Linked DNA regions of Mus musculus: region 1 is linked to region 2. A link is a contact called in public Hi-C data. All regions are on one chromosome and are shown on one strand. The core of a region is the stretch at or near the end of the contact, and the rest is flanking DNA. Distances in the headings are between cores, read along the strand shown. Region 1 overlaps Sox5 (SRY (sex determining region Y)-box 5). Region 2 has its middle 86 kb from the start of Gm31427.

Region 1 (5,757 bases), core at 2,887-5,386, 470 kb before region 2:
TCCCTAGGCAAGAATGCTTGGCAAGCTGCTGCCTCTGCCTGAGTTTAGGGTTTACAGCTTCTTCTAAGCTCTTCCCTAAACGATGCCTAAAAGCCGGGACTGGACTCCTGCTTCATTCGTTGGTCTCTTTCTCTCCTTATCAGGATGCTTGATGAGATGGTGTGACTTTTCAAGATACCTGGGGTGGTGGTCTTCTTACTCTAAGAGTACAGGGCATTGAGTGGCAGGAAATAGGGCAAGTTCTCTCTCTCTCTGTCTCTCTCTCTCTCTCTCTCTGTCTCTCTGTCTCTCTGTCTCTCTCTCTGTCTCTGTCTCTCTGTCTGTCTGTCTGTCTGTCTCTCTCTCTGTCTCTCTGTCTCTCTGTCTCTCTCTCTGTCTCTGTCTCTCTGTCTCTCTGTCTCTCTGTCTGTCTGTCTGTCTGTCTCTCTCTCTCTCTCTCCCTCTCTCTCTCTCTCTCTCTCTCTCTCTCTCTCTCTCTCTCTCTCACACACACACACACACACACACACACACACACACACACACACACACACACACCCTCTCCCTATAGAACTGCCAGAATCCCATTCGAGTTTCCACCAGTGATCACATCTGCTCTTCACCACCTCACTCCTCAGAAAGACTTAGCTCTAAGCACCCCACGGTCAGATATTAGCTTCCCCTTCTTGGCCAGCACATCCTGAGGATGGAATTCCAGGCTAAAACTGGATACAAGGAGGGGGCCACACACCATCTGCAGCTGTGAGCAGCCCCTGCGGTTGGATCTGTACGTTTGACTCAGGTGGCGCTGCTTTGTTTTCAGAGAAGCATGCCTCACCTGCCATTAGATCTTAAAGTCTGGGTTTCTGGTTACACTAACCCCACGACTCAGTTCACACATGGCCACACTGACAGAATCAAGACCACATCTAAACTGAGAATTAGCACATGCTATTTTTAGTGACACTTCAAATTTGTTTTTTCTCTGTAAATACAAGTTAGATTAAACACGAAACAGTAAAAAGGAAAAAAAAATAAAACAGGTCACTACCACTAACACAGATAATCATGAGACAAGACATCTTTCCTCTTAAAGGAGGAATCAGTAAAATAAAAGTCTTGCTTAGTGGAGAGGGGGGTCATTAAAATAAGAGTCTGGCTCAGTGCATATTTATTATGGTACATATGTATATAACACACATTTATGAGTCAGATCTTCGTGATGTTGGGTAGGCGATTTCATGTGTGTGAAAATCAGTTCTCTCATTATGAAAACAGCTAGAATGATGTCTACCTCATAGCACAATAGCAAGATCACAAAATGTCATTTTTAAAACCATTGTAACTTATCTTGTGAGCCTGGGGGACCCCGAGTGGAGGTAGGGGGTGACTTCCAGGAGGTCAGTTCTCTCCATCCACCATCTAAGTCTGGGCCAGCCACCAGTGCCTGCACCCAATGAGCTGTCCCAGGACCCAAGATGACCCACGTTCTTAGCACAGCTCTCACACATGGAACCCCCCCAATCCTATGCATCCCCCACTTAGAGGGGTTCATTTCTAAACCCGGTGTTTTCTACAGACGTGGTTTCTGAAAGCACGTGATATATGAACTTTTGTGAGAGCACTATGCCCTCACATAGAAATACTCAAAGACTCAGTAAGTCAGATTCACAACATGGGACGACTTCATGTGGAGCGTTTATCGATGTAACTGCGTCCTATGAAATTCTTGAGCTTTTCAGTGCATAATAAGCAAGTTTAGTTAAACTGTTCATTCAAGTCAAAAATAATACACTGCCCAGCGCCTGTGTCTTTGGGTGCATAATTTTCTTGCAGACACCCCTGTTCTTGTGAAATCTCGCCTTTCAAGTTGATCTTGCTAATCAGAAACATGTTTATATAGCTCTGGCTTTTGGCCAACATTTTCTTTCAACTTCTTTCTTGTTCTCCACGGCATCTCCTTTTTTTAGGATTCTTAGAAACACTGCAAATTGGCATTGTAACCTCCTTGTCTCCACAGGATCTCGCTGGAAAGCTATGACCAACCTAGAGAAACAGCCATACTATGAGGAGCAGGCCCGCCTCAGCAAACAGCACCTGGAGAAGTACCCGGACTACAAGTACAAGCCTAGGCCAAAGCGCACCTGTCTGGTGGACGGCAAGAAACTGCGTATCGGGGAGTACAAGGCCATCATGCGGAACCGGAGGCAGGAAATGCGACAGTACTTCAACGTTGGGTATGGGAACTTCCTGTGTCACACAGAGCCACCTTCCCAATACACACACACACACACACACACACACACACACACACACACACACACGACTCTCCTCAATCCCCTTTTCTACTCATTTCCAAGGCAACCTTTTGAAATGAACCTGCAGCCTTCTTTCTAAGATTATTTTGTACCCTATATGAAGCCATAAATACCTACATACTGTCTAGACAGGCAGTTATCTATTTGTTTAGAGGGGGAGCCACTGCAAGCTGCCTGCTCCTCTGAGGGTTTTATCCCAACTTCTCTGAAGGCAGATCCGATTCAACCATAAGCATCGTCTTTATGCTTGCAGTTAGAACCTTAGAGGTATGCTGGAGGTAGCCAGTTCTTTGCCTGGCTGGTGCTCATGACTTCCAATGTTGTACCATGATAGGTTTCACCACTGGCAGCTTTGTTGAGATAACACAACCTAAGAGGGATTCCAGTTGAATCACAGGTTTCTGTGGATTTGCTGAGCCACCCCTCCCCCACCACACATATACCCACACGCATGAACACACAACTCCTGTGTGGATATCTCATATAGTAGAAATTAGATTTAGGACACAGCAAGTTTGTGGACAGGAGCGTTCCATCTGAACTTGAACCTGCCCGGAGGATGTTCCCTCTGCTTCCCATAGAGAGTTCACGCACAGTGATGTTGTGTGCTGCCTATAGTAACACTGTGGGAAACTCAAGACACGCAGGGATAAAGTCACTCATGCCGGAAACAGTGGCGTCCAGCAAACTTAGGAGAGCAAACACCATTCTGATTATAGTCGGAAGGAGGATGGATAATAAAAGAAAAGTGGTGGTACCTGCCACACGCCCTCCATTCCTTTGAAAGAGCCAGTGTGCTCTATGCAAGGTTCATGGTGGGTGGGGCCTTTTTCTGGAGTCCAGAGTAAATCTTCAAAAGACTGAGAGAAGGAAGCCCACATGAATGTCTGTGAACTCACCCTGACAGGACCAGCTAAATCTGTCTCTAAGGTCCAGTACAAACCCGAGAAGGTGGAGTTCCCAGGTTAAAGGATTTAGAGAGTCCATGGAGTGGGACAATAGAAGCAGGCGTAGGTGATTTCTGAGGTGGTTTGTCTGAGGCTAGCCCTGACTCTGATCCCCCAAAGGGCTAACACCATTTCACACAGTAGGTGGATAACATGTTACCTTCTCATGTTTGAGGGACTCATAATGTTATTTTGAAAGTTGTAAATAGTTTAGAGGTCCCCCCCCACTCTGGTCCCCATTATACTTGAACTATCTTTAGGCTCCATTGTGAGAAAAACAAAAGTCAGACACCTCCTGGTCATAGTGAAGCCAAAGTGATCTGGGAGTCAAGGTCTTGGGTAAATTTGCTTATTTCCCCCCTATGCCACATTTTCCCCTAATAATAATAAAGTAGGACTACCTCAATTATCAAATGGCAATTCTTAATGCCCCCGGATCTATGAAGCACAATGCGGGCAGGTAAGACGCTAGAATCAGCACAGGATGTCACATGAACATGTTGGCTAATTGGGCGAATGCTGGTTCGGTTCGAGTGAGGCGGTACCGAGGCAGTCAAGCCGAGACCTCCCGTGCACACTCACCTTCTCTTTCTGTGACAGGCAACAAGCACAGATCCCCATCGCGACGGCCGGAGTTGTATACCCCAGCGCCATCGCCATGGCAGGAATGCCGTCCCCTCACCTGCCCTCCGAGCACTCGAGCGTGTCCAGCAGCCCGGAGCCCGGGATGCCCGTGATCCAGAGCACTTACGGCGCCAAGGGAGAGGAGCCCCACATCAAGGAAGAGATCCAGGCTGAGGACATCAACGGAGAGATTTACGAGGAGTACGATGAGGAGGAGGAGGACCCGGATGTGGATTATGGGAGTGACAGCGAAAACCACATTGCGGGACAAGCCAACTGATAAGGGCCAACAGACTGTGGTGAGCCGAGGACTTGAAGAAGCCCTGTCCGGTTCATCCTTCCCAGTGGCCAAGCACATTAACTCTCTCATACACTGACTGTTATTTTAACTGTTAGTCTTATATAGTTGGGACATCAGCTGACAAATAGACCTCAGCCTCAAAAGGCTCGGAAAGAAAAGAAAGAAAGAAAGAAAGAAAAAAAATTACAAGCAAAAACGTCATCAAGAAGAAGAGATCGAAATAAGCTATGGGTTAAACAGTGCCAGTAACTCAGCTGCTACACCCCAGCACTGAAGTCTCACCCGTCAACTTTTTTTTTTTTTAATAAACTTTATGGCTGTTTGTTCTATATTAGAAATCCTCACTCAGGTACACAGTGCCAACAAGTGGCTTGTGAATGTGTTATGTTGTTCTGTGCTACAATTTTTAAAAAGAAATAAGTTTTGTTCTGTTCTGTTCTGTTTGGGGGCGGGGGGAGTGGGGAGGAAGGGTGGTTCTGGGTTTGCTCCTCTTTTCTTTTCCTTTTGGTTGTTATCTTGCACCTGACAGACAGGGGGAAGACTGCGGTCAGTTCCCTCCACCCTCTATCTCTCTGCTTTAAAGATGGAGGCATGTGCGAGGGGCTGGGGGCAGAGAGGAAAACAAGAGCCTGTGTTTGCCTTCATTGCTTCTACACAACAGAGTCAACAACCGTTTTCCTTAGAGACCCCTAACCCTTGCACGAGACACCATATCTTTGAGCAAGTGCCAAATTCGTCCCGAAGCGATCACCATCTTCATTTGCTTGTCCCCTCCTTTCTTCTCGTCCCTTCTTCCGTTAGGACAGTGTTAAACCTTTAGACAGTCCCTGAAAAGAGCTGACACACCAGCAACTGGTGAGACTGCTTTTCGTTTTGTTTTGTTTTGTTTGTTTTTGGTTTTCTACTTTTTTTCTTTTCTTTTTCTTTTTAATGGAAACTGTAGGTGCCGTTCTCAGGTGAAAAGAGAGAGAGACAGAAATTTAGAGAAAAAAATATTTTCTGATCTTGGATTTCTGTGTGTGTGTGTGTGTGTGTGTGTGTGTATGTATGTGTGTAATCATGGTACATTAGATACATTCCTATTGGGGAATAATGTCAGGCCATTGTGAGCAACACCCTCCATGTGGGAATAGAATTCCACCCCTCCCGAGCAAGTGGGCTTAGAAGCAATCTCAACCTTGACTTTGCACTTCCAGGGGCAACGGGACCAAGTGTAGAGCTCAGAAATTCTATTTTTCAATTTCTAGTATGCTCATTGTCGGGTGGACCTGGCGGCCCTGTGTCCCGGGCACGTGCATGGCAGGCATGGAAGTTACCAGCTTCTGGAGGCTCCTCCTCCCTGGACAATTTGCTTTTTCTAATGTTTGCTACTTAGTGACCCGTGTGTGCGTGTGTGCGTGTGTGTTTTTCCTGTTGAAACTTTGAGCAAAGCAATCATGATTTTGACTGAATCTATTTGCCATTTTCCAGAAATACAGAATTAGCTTATGTCTCCGATGTTCCATCCTTTCCTGACGAGGAAACATAATTGATGGTTTTATAAGATTTTCTTTTCGTCTCTCCATGCAACGAGGTTAGAGACTGTTTG
Region 2 (5,468 bases), core at 199-2,698:
ATAAAGGTTGTGTGTCTTTTATCTGAAAACTGAATGATCAAAGGTGTGGTAGAAACCCCCAAATTGAGATTAAATATTTCCTACTACAATTCTTTTTATGGCTGAATCTGTAGCACGTGGTATTTAGGCAGTCATCTTTGATAGGCATATAAGTTGTTTTCTTCTTGGGTAGGGTTATAAACAGTGCTGATATAAACATTTACAAACAAATTCAATGCATATGTATTTCTGTGGCATGTCTGGGTACCCTAGTTGATGTTCCTATTGCTGTGGTAAACATCATGACCAAAAGCAACTTGGGAAGGAAGAAAAGGGCTTATTTTATCTCACAACTCTCTCACTCTCCATCACGGAGGAAGTTTGGGTGGGAATCTGGAAGGAGGGACGGAAGCAGAGGCCTCAGAAAAATGTTCCTACTGGTAAGCCCTTGTGGTTTTGCTCCGTTTGCTTTCATAGACACTCCAGGGCCCTCCCATATCAATTACTGACTTGTCTGCCTGTGGGCCAATTTGATGGACACACTTTCCCAACTGAAGTCCCGTTTACCCAGAAGGCCCTGGCCCATGTCAAGTTGACAGAAACCTAACATTTTACAAAACAGGCAGCCTTCTGTCTGAGCCTTTTGTTTGTCTGATTCGCTTTGCTTGTTTTAGTTTGGCCGTTGTTGACATTGTTGTTTTGAGACAAGGCATCACTGTGTATTCCAAGCTGACCTCACACTATGGCAATCGTCCCGTCTCACCATCCTAAGCACTGGGGTTGTAAGCACGAGCCACCACACCCGGATCAAAAGTTTTCATTTCTCCAAATCCCCTGTGACTCGTGGAACCTTCTGCCTTTAACAGGCTGGGCGCAAGGTGAAACCCGGTATCTTTCCCACGAGTTTGTTGACGACTTGGATAACTTTCTGAGTATGCATCTGCTCCGATCCTTTGCTTTTTTATGATTGATTTACTTGTTTTTACTACATTTTTACTTACAGTGTTCTAATTGACAAATCATAAACTTGAAATGCATGGAGAACAATGTGGCATTTGATGTGTGTACACAGTGCAGAGTAATTAAATCAAGCATCATCAATGTGTCCATCATCTTCCTTGACATTTGTTGGGTGATACACTGGAGTTTTGCTGTCCATCATCTTGACTGTAGTCACTTGACAGTGCTACACATCTCAAAGCTCTTCTTTCCTTCCGCCTTCCTTCAGACCTTCTCTCTGGTAACTTGCAGACCACCCTCCTCCCCATCCCAGCCTCTGCTAACCCCATTCAGCTCCTAGGGAATCAATTTTTCTTGCATATCATGACATCACAAAGTCTCTGCCCGCCTGTGTGTGGGCTTACTTCACTTTGGTGCGTATTCTGTAGAAGATGGCTGCAGAGCAGTGCCCTGAGTATCCTCTGCCACAGAGAACAAGGAAGTGTCAGGAATAATGAACAGCTTGATTCTGACAGGCAGCTGAGACCCAAGAACAAAGCAAATTGCAACTGAAGCCCCAGCTTCCTGAGCTGCTGATGACAGGATGGGTCCAGCTGGCCAAAGAGAAGCTAGAAAATACCAGGCATCTCCAGCAGAGCAGTAGACTGGCCATCCCAACTAGAGATGTCCACAGACTCCCACAAGCTTTAAATCCGCTCTGCTAGCTGGTTAGAGTTGAAGTGACAGCCCTGCTACAGAAAAGGAACTCAGGCTGAGCCCTCTCAATGCCCCCAGAAGCCCAGTTGCTATTAATACAACTGCCACCTCTTTGTCACCCTGACACAGAGGGGAGGCTAATAGATTCGTCAAGGACACTATCAGAAGCCTCAGGCCTGAGAATGGAAGGCTAGCCACTCAACACCCAGCAGCAAGACCAGCAGCTGCCACAGGCATAAACCTGCTCCATGGGAAATCCAAATCCTGTCCCTTGGGAGCATCCAGGGGTCTCATCTGTATCCTAAACCCCCAAGGCACGGCTGTCAGCATCACACTTGTTGTGCTTCAAGAAAAGGGTTTCTCCGCAGCCCAGACTTGTCACTGATGCTACGCTATCACTCACACTCACCCCATGAGATCGAGGGAAGGTCACATCCATGTTCTGCATCTCCAGTACTATGGTACCAACAACCACACTACCTGGTAGCATTAATATTTCCTCTGTCCATTCTCTGAAGCTCTACACCAAGGGATACCAAAGCCACAAGCCATCCATGCATGTCCCCACAATGTAGATAAGTTGTCTGTCTTCTAAAGCCTATACCTCGAGGAATGTAAACAACCAAGCAGCAAGCCCAAAAATGTCTCAGGGGTAGATCTCTGCAGACCCTTAGCACTGAGACCACGGTCATGGCCACAAAAGGCCCTGCCATATCCTATACAAATAAAACTGTAAAAGCTTTTGCCAAAAGTACTGAAGTACTTTTGAAGCACAAAAGTAATACATGAACTCACCGAGACTGCAACAGCACATGTAAGACCAACCCAGGTTCAAACCAAAGAAAATTCCAGAATTAAGGAGAGAAAATAAACACAAAGTTCTACCCATAACCAAGGAGAAATTTACAACAGTTGATACCTTCTGGGCAAAGGACTACTAGTTTTCACCAACGGGATAGCAACCACTATCCAGGGCAAGCTGGGGGCTCAAGGGTAGCTGGTCAATGCACACACATACACAAACACACACACACACACAAATGGATTCTCTGTTTTGTTTTGTCTTATTGATTTTTCTGCTAGTTTGTTTTGATTTTATAATTTATTTTTGTTTTGAAAAAGAAAGAGAGAGAAAGAACATCAAGTTGTATGGGTTGGGATGTAGAAAGGATATGAGAGGAATTGGGGGAGGACCAGGAATATGATCAAACATGTTATATGAAAAAAATAAAGAAAAAGAAACAGAAAAATAAGGACACTGAATTCCTGCTGTTGCGGAAGGCTCAGGGTCCCTGTGCTCACACATAAGCACCAGGGATACCAGGAACATTACACACACAGACTTGTTTCTTCACTGGGCTGGGATATATAACCACCATCATGGTGGTTAATACTCTGGTTGTCTGTAGGGCCACACCCTAATCCCACAGACTATTATATTTAACCCAGACCTTTCCTCTCTAGGTCTTTATATTGAGCATTGTGTCTCAGTCCAGAGAAATTCTTAGGTGAGATGTCACAAAGACTTTATAGCTTGATGACCTAGACCACACCAGATCCTCTCCTAGGCCCATGAGCTGTAGAACCCATTCTTATGGAAGAGGTCACATATAACTCTGCAGAAGAGTTTCCATGTAGTCAACCTTTTTTCCAAACTTGTACTTACATTTGTCTAAAGTAAGCTGTCAGGGGTCAGGCTCTACAAGTTGGAACCAACACCCTTGACTGAGTCATGCTGAGTCATGCTGAGTCGTGCTGAGTCATGCTGAGTCGTGCTGAGTCGTGCTGAGTCATGCTGAGTCGTGCTGAGTCATGCTGAACCCGATTTCCTTCTTGCCACACTCAGTTGTTACTCAGCCAGCCCTGGTGTTTGCATAGTCTCCCACACTGCTATCACCAGATTTTAGTTTCATTGGACTTCTGGAAATGCACAATGGGAAGCCATGTCTAGTGCAGAATCAAGCCACTGTGTTCATGAGCCCTTGCAAGCCAGACTACAGAGGCACTCACAGATACTGCTTGTAAAAACTACAGCTGAAGAAATCTCATGGATGTTCTGTTTGTGGATGGTGTGTGTGAGTGTGTGTGTGTGTGTGTGTGTGTGTGTGTGTGTGTGTGTGTGTGTGTGTGTGTGTGTATGGGAATGCACATCTTTGTGTATGCATGTGCATGTGGAGGCCAGAGGCTGACATTGCTCTCCACCTTATATCTTGAAGTAGGGTCTCTCACTTGAACCCAGAGCTCACCAATTCAGCTGATCTCCCTTACCAGAATGTCCTGGGGGGTCCCTTGTCACTATTTCCCAATCACTAGAATTACAGACTAACCACACCCAACTGGCATTTTTATGGATGCTGGGAATACAAACTCCAATCCTCCTGCTGGCAAAGAAGTATTGCCCCCACCCTCATCCCCACCCCACCCCCATCCCCAAGCCATCTCTCCATCCTGCAGAGTCTGGGAAGTTCCTATCCAACAGAATCCTGGATCTCATATAAATCAAAGGATATTTTCCTACCAAACCTCTGCCATAAAATTTGGAGGAGTGGCTAACAGATGTCTAGATATCATGTAGCTATATGTGAAATATGAAAAATCATTGCACCTCAAAAACCACCAGGAGATTTAAATTTCTCCAGAAATAGATCCTGATTTGAAAGAAAACTATGATATATTAGAGTTTTGTTCCAGGTCATGATGTTAAAGAAACTGAGTGAAAATACAGGTAACCCAACAAATGACAAAAGCAGTTCAGAATATGACTGAGAAACTCACCAGAGAGATACATATCACAGAAAAAGAACAATTTGAAATCTTAGGACTAGAAATATCAATTACTGAAATACAAACGATGATTGAAAGCTTCTATAACACACAGGGGAAAAATGTTTTTTTAAGCTTGAAGACACCTATTGAATTTGCCCACTAGACAAATAGAAGAAAAAGAAGAAGAAAAAGAAGAAGGAGGAGAAGGAGGAGAAGAAGAAGTTGGAGGAGGAGGGAGAGGAGGAAGAGGAAGGGGAAGGGGAAGAAGAAAAGGGTTGAAGAGAATAGAGTCTGCACAGCAGGTAGGAAACTATTAGGGAGACAATGTACTGTAAGAACTCCAGAGAAGAAGAAACCTGAGGTATTGTAAAATCACAAAACAGTAGTTCAGATTTTCCAGGTCTTCAACGAAGCATGGACATAGAGAGACAAAAAAGAATCCCAACTATACTAACTATACTCACCCAAAACAAAACCCAAAATTATAGCAAAAATTAGAATATACTAAAAAATAACAAGATTAAAACATCAAGTTACATACATAGAAGGGAATCACCTTAGACTACAACAGACTTCTCAGCAGAAACCTGAAAGTCCAGAAGAGGACAGGATGATATCCTCAAACTCATGAAACGAAAATCAACACAAAACTATAAATAAAGTATTATATCCAGCAAAACTATCCTTCAGAAATTAAGGTGAAATAAAATCTTCCTAAAATAAGCAGAAAAGGGGAGTTTGTCATCATATGATCATTTCTGTAAGACATGCTTAGTGGAAGTTAGCACAGAGACAAGAGGAAGAAGCTAGCCATCACCATGAGAAAGCACAAATGCAAAAGAAAAAGGAATACTCAAACCTTATCATAACCAAAGACCATTAAACTAAGTGGAAAGAGCATGCAATATACAGAATACTCAGTAAAAAACAAACAAACAAAAACAAAACAAAACAAAACAAAACAAAACACCACTGTTCTTATTTGCTTCCTGTCTTTGTGATGAAATACCAACCAAAAACAAAAGCACCTTGGGGAGGAAAGAGTTTATTTGTCTTATAGGTTGCAG

The links. Hi-C and Micro-C count contacts between places; a contact is called where the count stands out from the background.
Region 1: a contact with region 2 is called in a Hi-C map of the HPC-7 cell line, with 2.2 times the contacts expected there. The contact joins two enhancer-like sites. A contact is called at or near these places in 2 of 484 Hi-C or Micro-C datasets (the G1E-ER4 cell line and the HPC-7 cell line).

What each region holds. Positions count from the first base shown.
Region 1 is chr6:143,831,655-143,837,411 of GRCm38.p6, reverse strand. Sox5 (SRY (sex determining region Y)-box 5) reads left to right here. Exons shown (of 15, transcript NM_011444.3): 14 at 2,000-2,216; 15 at 3,845-5,757. The coding sequence ends at 4,148. Among named protein-coding and RNA genes, the nearest start is that of Gm52484, 59 kb to the left of the region's middle. Within about 2 kb of position 4,136, at least 12 of the 459 cell types and tissues checked have an H3K27ac peak or open chromatin away from gene starts, as enhancers often do. A contact at or near this core is called in the HPC-7 cell line, where this site is marked.
Region 2 is chr6:143,364,026-143,369,493 of GRCm38.p6, reverse strand. No RefSeq gene overlaps it. Among named protein-coding and RNA genes, the nearest start is that of Gm31427, 86 kb to the left of the region's middle. Within about 2 kb of position 1,448, at least 17 of the 459 cell types and tissues checked have an H3K27ac peak or open chromatin away from gene starts, as enhancers often do. A contact at or near this core is called in the HPC-7 cell line, where this site is marked.